Linked DNA regions of Drosophila melanogaster: region 1 is linked to region 2. A link is a contact called in public HiChIP or PLAC-seq data. All regions are on one chromosome and are shown on one strand. Each heading gives the region's core, a stretch centred on a gene start, on an enhancer-like site or on the middle of the called end of the contact. The rest is flanking DNA. Distances are from core to core; before and after follow the strand shown. Region 1 holds the start of Phyhd1 (Phytanoyl-CoA dioxygenase domain containing 1). Region 2 holds the start of hth (homothorax).

The links. HiChIP or PLAC-seq counts read pairs in DNA pulled down with a chosen protein or histone mark.
Region 1: a contact with region 2 is called in an H3K27ac HiChIP or PLAC-seq map of the Kc167 cell line, with 2.2 times the contacts expected there. The contact joins the promoter of Phyhd1 here to the promoter of hth in region 2. A contact is called at or near these places in 5 of 107 Hi-C or Micro-C datasets (the Clone 8 cell line, the Kc167 cell line, the S2 cell line and 1 more) and 1 of 6 datasets of contacts at active chromatin or transcription factors (the Kc167 cell line).

Annotation. Positions count from the first base shown.
Region 1 is chr3R:10,678,408-10,682,701 of dm6, forward strand. Phyhd1 (Phytanoyl-CoA dioxygenase domain containing 1) reads right to left here and starts at 2,518. Exons shown (of 3, transcript NM_001104270.2): 1 at 2,347-2,518; 2 at 1-597. The coding sequence starts at 2,370. lncRNA:CR44230 (long non-coding RNA:CR44230) reads left to right here and starts at 4,225. Exons shown (of 2, transcript NR_073996.1): 1 at 4,225-4,294.
Region 2 is chr3R:10,612,719-10,616,658 of dm6, forward strand. hth (homothorax) reads right to left here and starts at 1,558. Exons shown (of 14, transcript NM_057228.5): 1 at 267-1,558. The coding sequence starts at 281.

The DNA of each region.
Region 1 (4,294 bases), core at 1,268-3,767, 67 kb after region 2:
GACCATCAGTTCGCTGGCATCCTTGTCGGGATTGCGAAGGTAGCGCCTGTGGACTCCACTCTTGTGTGATCCCTTGATGAACTGCAGGCAACCATTCTGCAGGGTGCAGTCCTCGAGGGCCAGCCAAAAGCCCACTGCCGAGTTGGGATCCGTGTGCAGGAACCACGAGTCCTGATGGGGCGTCACCTCGCCACCCACTCCCGGATTCTTGTAGATGTACATACTTTGACAGACGGCCGGCTTATTGTAGTTCAACTGCCAGCAGATCTCCCGAACTCGGTTGCTAAAGGTGATGGCATTGAAGGCAGGATGCTCCACGTGCAGAGCATGCCCCACTTTGTTGAGGGCGATCATGGGATCCACCAGCAGCTGGCCCTCATCTCCCACCGCCCCCTTTTCGAAGAAGTAACGCACTTTGTCTCCCGACTCCATGAAGTACAGCTCCTTTCCCTGTGCATCCTCCTGCTTTATGGTGCTGAAGATCTTCCTGTTGTTCTGCGGAGCATCCAGGCACAGAGCTCTTCCCGCCTGGTACAGTGAGTCCACTTCCTCGGCAGTGAGGAAGTCCTCGATGACAATGTAGCCGTTTTCATTCAGCTGAAAATAGGAAAGCGGATGAAGGTTTCAGTCAATTCAAGGAATAATCTTTTTAAGCTACATATATTGCTTATCGGCTGCGCCGTCTGGTCTGGCGGGTCCGGCAATCTCTAACCGGACTCTACGGGGTCTGGAGGCATTATCGCACCAACTGACCGATTGACCGACTGCATAATGGGCACGCGCTTACTATTTCGAACTTACGGGTATTATACCATAATCGCAGCAAACTACATCGCAAAAAATTAGCAACATAAATGGGCCAATATAGAAAACTACTATTTGAAAGTATGAAAACAAATATAAGTTTTAAATAGATCGTTAACCATTTCATTGAAAATACAATAAGTATTTTTTTAAAGACTGTCCTTTTCGCTCAGTGCACTAGTTCACTTTGTTCACCTTTCTAACGTTCGCTAATTAACAAATTCCGGTGCACGTCAAAATGTTAATTCTGCCTGACATAAACCCACGAACCGAAATCCGTGCTCATTCATTGAAATCAGTCAACGTAAAATTGAAAATTCACACATTCTCTGCTCCTAGCGCATATTTTAGAAAGGGTATAGTGGATTGGCGATCGAGAACGATACTCATAGTGGCATCTAAACAAAGATAAATGATTGCTTTGTTGAACAATTAATATCTCTTAGATTTATGCCTGACTTTTCAGGAAGAGCAATAGAATTTCGACTCGCAACAAACAAATCACTTTTGTTGTGGGTGCTCTTCCATTCTTTCTCCCGGTTCCTAGTGGCATGAGTTTGGTTAAATTAAATAAATTTAAATTGCTCGAGCGAGAATTTTGAAAATGAAAAACGAGAGTAAAAATAGTCGTCGTGACTCAAAGGCAGCCGACAAAATCACCTGAAGTGATCGAAAAGACGAAAGAGATCGGGTCAGCTGTCGATCTGACGCTAACAGAACCGCGAAGATAAATCATCGGAAAAGAAAAAGAGGGGCGGGAAAGTGGGCCCATTTTCCGGATGGTGCTCTATGCACAATTTACCCGTAGATATATGTTTGTGTTTCCATTACAAAGGCGTGTGCATGGAAAATTACACCAGAGGGTCAGCAATCAGCCAGCAGTTGCATTCATCACGTATGCTCACCGTTTGTCATATAACATGCTTAGCCAGCTGATTTTGTAATCGCTTTGAATTTGATAATGGCAAGTGCTTGCAGTGAAGCTTTGTTTGCACGGGGAACTTTGCAATAGTTTGTAATCCACATGCTTAGTAATAGCTTGGTGAACTAGAACTTGGGCGTAGAATCTATTTTATGCTGAATTAAATATTCAATTCAATCAAGAAGTTGTCCAAGTGCAAACCAGTTTGTCAACAAACAATTCTAAACCATAATTAACCACCGTGTCAATTTTATGAGCCCCACACGTTGTTTGGAAACTAGTCTGGTATTAAGAGTTGTTGTTCTGTGTATTTGGTTTAACCAAATAGGTGAAATTTCCAGAATCTGAAAACATTTCCTCAATCTGCAAAAATTTCCTTGACTTTTCATTATTCTGCAGAGCAACAAAAGAATGCTTTTCCGACATTGAATTTTCCGAGCCAACGAAATGTTTATGATGCAGATGGTTGTAAATAACACGATGACTCTTTGGGAACAAGTCATCCCAGGATGAAGATGACTAACTAAGAGTGCTTCCAATAAATAATACGTTGGTTTCCAAAATATGTAGTTATATGCACACGGAAAATTTCGATCGATTGATTGAATATAAATACCCACCTCGTCCAACAATTTGCTGTGCATTTTGTGTCGATTTCTGTTTGTTTATTTTGAAATGAATTAAATTTTACTTTTGTTTTCAACTCAAACAATGCGAACTGCCGAACTTTTGTATTGGTTCTGTACTTCGAATTCTTTTCCGTAGCGTTCGAGAACGTTTCGCACTGTTTGGCGTGTCTTTTAAAACTGATCGGTAGAGAAATTTTCGAAAACGCTCGAAAATGAAAATATCTGACTAGCGGCTGCTCCCACGCGGCGTTTAACCGTTACACTTCTCTACCTCTGTTAGATAACAGAGAGCGGCGCTGTTGACTTTCAGCGCGTGTTGCCGCTGCTGTTGCTATACCCTTCTTTATAGTACGGGTATATGTACGACGATTTTAAGCATAAGCTTAGGAATTTTGTCGCTTACATATGCAAGTCGTATGTATATATGAATGTTATCATTCAAAACTATTTAAGTGCGCTTTATAAACAAAAATCATCGGGCGGAATAAAGCAATACACTTATAAACTTTTTATAAGTGCAAGGGCATTTAAACGTCGCCTCGCAAAACATTTTTTTCGTCCATAGTATTCATAATTCTCTTGCCAGTTTCTTTATCAGTCGTTATGTATGTCAGGCTAGCCATTGACTTTGATATATAAGAATTACTTTAGTTTGGGTTTGTTTGTCCCCTTTAGTTTTGCGTTATTGTTGTGTGTGGCGCAATCTCCAAACTAATTTTGCTACCCATCAAGTATACATACAATAAATAATTCTCATTTTTCCCATAGAAAACCCATATTCCTCTATTTACACACGTGTGCCGGTTGTGATCATCAGTCGGCGGTCTGGGTCTTCCACATGACTTCATTGTCTTTATGTTCATGCATATGATCATTAGGCATCCTCGAGTCAAATGCACATGTAACTACACTGAAAAAAATTAATTTTACAAGTATTTGAAATTAAGAAAATATTATATACCTAGAGTGTACCATCAAGAAAGAACATATCGATGATGCATACTACATTTTTCTCTCAGTGGTCTTTTGTGTGGCTGTGTGCCAGTTAATTGCCGTCTGTGCGTGGGCCGTTATTCGTTTGTTTCCCCGCCAGACTTTTGTAACTGCGATTGCCTCACTGGCTTTTCACGGCGCGCAAGAGATGTATGCAAAACTATTGTTGCTCCCGCGGCTAATTGCAGATACTTTAACAGTGGCTAACAAAGCTGAGAGTATTGGATTATTCATTAGTTAAGCTAGTTAACAAATTTTTGGAAACTGGCAACTTAATTATGTTTATGTGCTCAGTTAAGAGGGCAACTTTAATTATCCCTGAAGATACAAGACAATAAATTATCCATGTAATGAAAATATCTACTATTCATATATTTTAATTACACAAATTGAGTTATTGGCTTACATTATCCGCAGATTAAAGTTCCCTGCCCACAGTTGGCATATCCCACACTGAAAATAATATTTGCCAATACTTGAGGAGTGCAAACAGCTTCCATGTTAGTTCACCATAGTTCGCTCAAACTATCCGCCCATTTAATATTTGTTATATATTTCCTTGACAACTTAATTTCGGTCTTGTCTGCCGCACTTGTGTGCAAATACACAAATATTTGCAGATCTTCAATGCTGTTTTGGCCAGTTCGAGCCGTACGAGGCACAAACAAAGGCCGTAAGTGCCACTTTTTGACTGCACCTCGACCCATCTGTCGTCCAACACTCGGCGCACACACCCACTGACTAGGCAGCCAACTAACTAAATCCGGCGACTAACTTCCACTGAAAATGCCATAAAGAGTCGCCAAATCAAAATGGCCAGATGATAAATAAGCAGGCAGGAAATTTATGCCATGTTGCCTGTGACTTAGTACTCGTACATTTCAGATGCTGCATTCGCATTTCGCATCTATTGCGGCTCCACAGAAGATTAATTACACTAGCTGCG
Region 2 (3,940 bases), core at 308-2,807:
TGAAGATTTTTAAAACTTTTTGCGTATTCTGGTTATAGATTGATTTGGTTACACTGGTAACATATCCATGATATGAAAACTGTTACAATATCATCATAAACTACAACCTGTAAGTGCCGTCGGCACCACTTGACTTGATTACAAATTGACTGAACCCCATTTGTTTTTTAGCCGTCGGAACTTGTTTAAGGATAACAACACTCTCGGGGGACCATTCTATATGGATTCTATATATTTAGAAAGTGAACTTTGGTGGATCTACTTACCCTGGGCTGAGCCATTAATGCTCTGGGAGCGACGTCTAACCCGATTTGTGCCACTTTTTACAGTAGGAACAACAAATGGGGGCGCAACACACTGACCGACGTCCCGCTCCGCCGCTGCAACTGCTTCGGTTTTAGGGAAGCTCTACTGTAGCTGCCCGTGTGGAGTCCTTAGATTTACTCTTGGCTTTTCCAGTTCTTCAGTTTTGGATGTTATTTTCTTGGATTTTTATATATGTTTTGCACTTTTTTCATGTATTGGGAAGCCTTTGCTTTTTGAACGCTTTGCTTCTTGATTTTGCTTTCTTTTTTTTTAACACAGGCACATTTGTTTAGATTTTATGTATTATTATTACGTTTGTATACTTGTTGTATTGTTGATGTTGTCGTTTTTGTTACGCGCGCGTTTGTTGTTTGTTTTCTAGAGCGGGAGATCTGGTTTTGAATGTTTTTTTTACTTGTGTGTTTGTTATAATAATTATTTACATAGCATTTGTTTGGTTTATAAAAATCGTATACAATTTGTTGTTGGTTGCCGTTGCAGTTGTTGTTGTTGATGTTCTTGGTATACTCGTGTATTGTAGTAGTTGCTGCAACATCATTTGTTACTGGGTTGCATTTGTTGTTGTCATAAATCCATGGCGTTTTTTCCCTTTTCCTCTCTCTCTCGTTTTGCGAGTTTCCTTGCCTTTTCCTTGGTTATTTTTATAGTAGTAGTTGTGGTTGCTTTTAATTTTTATTTGTTTGTCGTATACTCTTTTTGCTTTTTTCGTATAATATGCGCACTATTTATCACAGCTGCTTCTACATACTACGTTACTAGAGATGAACAAATTATATTGTTAATATATAATGCAATATATTCTGTTGTGTTTTTGCGACGGCAATTTGCGTGTTTCTTTGTTTTTGCGGGGGGATCGGCGGGATCCCCTCGTTGAAAGAAATTCCCTCCGCGGCCCTCAAATAACAGTATTTATTTTGGCCTTCAATTGTGAAAAGGAGAACTTTTCGATTGTGATTGAAAAACACACTAAAAAACGTGATTGTTTTGTTCGCGCGATGGAAAAACGCGCGCGATTTCCAAAGTGTTTCTTGTGTTGTTTATTTGTTGATTGATGGCAAAACGCGTGGTTAACGGGCAATAATAATAATCATAATAATAATAAACTTCACCGACGGCAACACTTTTTCGCTTTTCTTCTCTTTTTTATTCGAACGCAACGCAACACAGACACACGTCGTACGCGCTTCGCAGTCAAAAATACACTGTGCGGATGAAAGATATTTCATCGAAAAACCAACCCGCCAGATACGTTTGAATTTACGCTACAGTCGGACGTGTTTCCACTCCTAACATCGCTGTTAACTAACAGCGAAGAGAGCGCTGAGCGACAAACAACAGCAAAGTCAACGGGTGCAAGCGGTGCGGCATGATTGTCAATCATGCAGCTGCCCCGCTCTGTTCAGATGCAACAATTGTGCCATTAACTCGCTCTTGGCCATAACTCAGCGAGTGCAAGCGAGAGGAATATATGGTTTATGCGAACGCTCCGGCGAATTGCCTGCGCAGGCGCGCTCGCATCCTGGGCGACGATGACTGATTTGTTGGTACGCCTCTTCTGTCATACACACACTTGTCATTCACATGCATATACAGTACCGTACAGCGGTGTTCTATCTCTTTCTCTTTCTCAGTTTTCGCCTCTTTTTGCGCAATGTTCGCCGCGTTTGAAATTTATTTGGCTTTGGCCAAAAGGAGACGGCTTATGGGTTTTTCGCCCCTCTGCCGGCGTCGGCGTCGAAAATCAGCAAAAACCAATCCCATTTGTTATTTTCGCTTGAGTGAGTGGCAGTTGGCAGCTTGGCTCTTTTTCGCCGCACCTTTACAGGTTGAAAGGCAGCGAGAAAGCTTCAGTTGTCCATCAGCTTCAGCTTTCGCTCACTTTTCGCTCTCTTTTGGCGCCCCCACACACACTCGCACACACACACTTTTGCCCGAATAGGCAACGCCTTCGAAGAAAAGCGGCAAAAAAGAGAAGAAACTTGAAGGAGAAGAAGAAGAAACGTGGACGACAAAAACAAACTTTTCGCTGCAGTTCCTTTATTGCGTCCTTTTGGCTTGTAACGGTGATCTGGCCACTTTGGAAGGATATGCGATCCTGACAACAACAAACAGCTGTTCGAGTTTCTCCTCTCTCTCTCTTTCTTACTTCTTGGGGAACAACAACAAATGGAACGGCGATAAATTGTCAAAAACATTCGCTGAAAATTGCATATTTTGCAGGTCATTCTGCGCTCCTGTTTGGCGAATCTACTCTCATTTGGTTTTTTATATACCCTGTACAAATGGTGTTACATCTCAAACCAAAAATAAAAAATTGAGGAAACGGGCTTTTGCATTATTTGAACAAGTTTTTTGATGACAAGTATGTTTGGGCAATTTTCAGTCAATTGTGATATCTTCGGCGTGATTGTACAAATTTTTTTTTACATTTTAAACTAAAATAAATTAGTCCAATTTGTTTTACCAATAACTACAGGGTAACAAGGTATGCCAATCTTCGTATTCAGTCCGAAATCCTGTCTATTGTTGCTGTTATTGTTACTGTCGTGTCGTCGTCCTCGTGGCAGTTTAAAAAGCAGTTAACACATATTCCCAGGCCATTTTTCACCAGCGTATTTTTGGCTTGGCGCTGCAGTTGCCATTACGCCGAAAGAGACGGGGATACTGGCGAGCGAGAGAGACGGGGCGATTTGGCCGGCGTTTTTAGGAAAATGAAAAATAGCCTTGTTTGTTTTCCGACGCTCGCCAAAAGGATTTCCCGTGTCTGTTTTCGCTGGTCAAAAAGATGATGTTGCACTTAATCTGGTTGCCATTTCATCCCGAAATCCCAAACCCCCAAAATCTTGGGAACTATGTATGATATAGGTGCTCTGTTTCTGCGTCTTGTCAACACTTTGACAAATTTATGAGACTTTGATTGATTTGCGGTTGCTTTTTCCCTTTTTTCGTTTCGGGACTCGCTTTCTTTTGGCTTTTTCAGACGTCCAACTTTTGTGCGTCTGCTCGGGCCAAAAGCCAAGTAATTTATGTGAAACAAAAATCACATAAAATCGAATCAATTAAGTGCAATAAATTAGTGAAACGCTTAAGTGTGGGAACTTTTCAGACTTATCGGTGACCAAGTTAAATTCGAATAGATCGATCGACGCGGTAGCAAAGTTCAAGGATCCCAACGAAATGTTAGACAAATGAAGTTTATTTGTTTAAGAAAACTCGAGGTTTTCTGAGAAGCGCTAATTGAGGAATAGAATATACTTAGTTCGTAGAATAATACTGAGTGAAAAAATGTTTTCAGATGAAATTTAATAAGAACAGATAACTTAAATTTCGAAGAATGCAAATAAAGCGGACAGCTCCAGAAAAGCTCAAGAATTTTTGCAAATGAAGCAGGAATTTAATTTAATATTTAGAACTTTGCCAAATTGAAGGGACCATGAAATTTAAATCACCGAAAAAGGAAAATAATCAAGAAGCGAGAAGAGCGAACGGTGGGGGGGGGGGTGTACAAAAGGAGGGGCAGGAAGCGAATTTAGGGGGCTGGGCCTCCACCCAGTGAGCGAAAAAAAAATGAAAGAAGAAAGCCGAAAAGGAACCGACTCGGGAAAACCTCAAG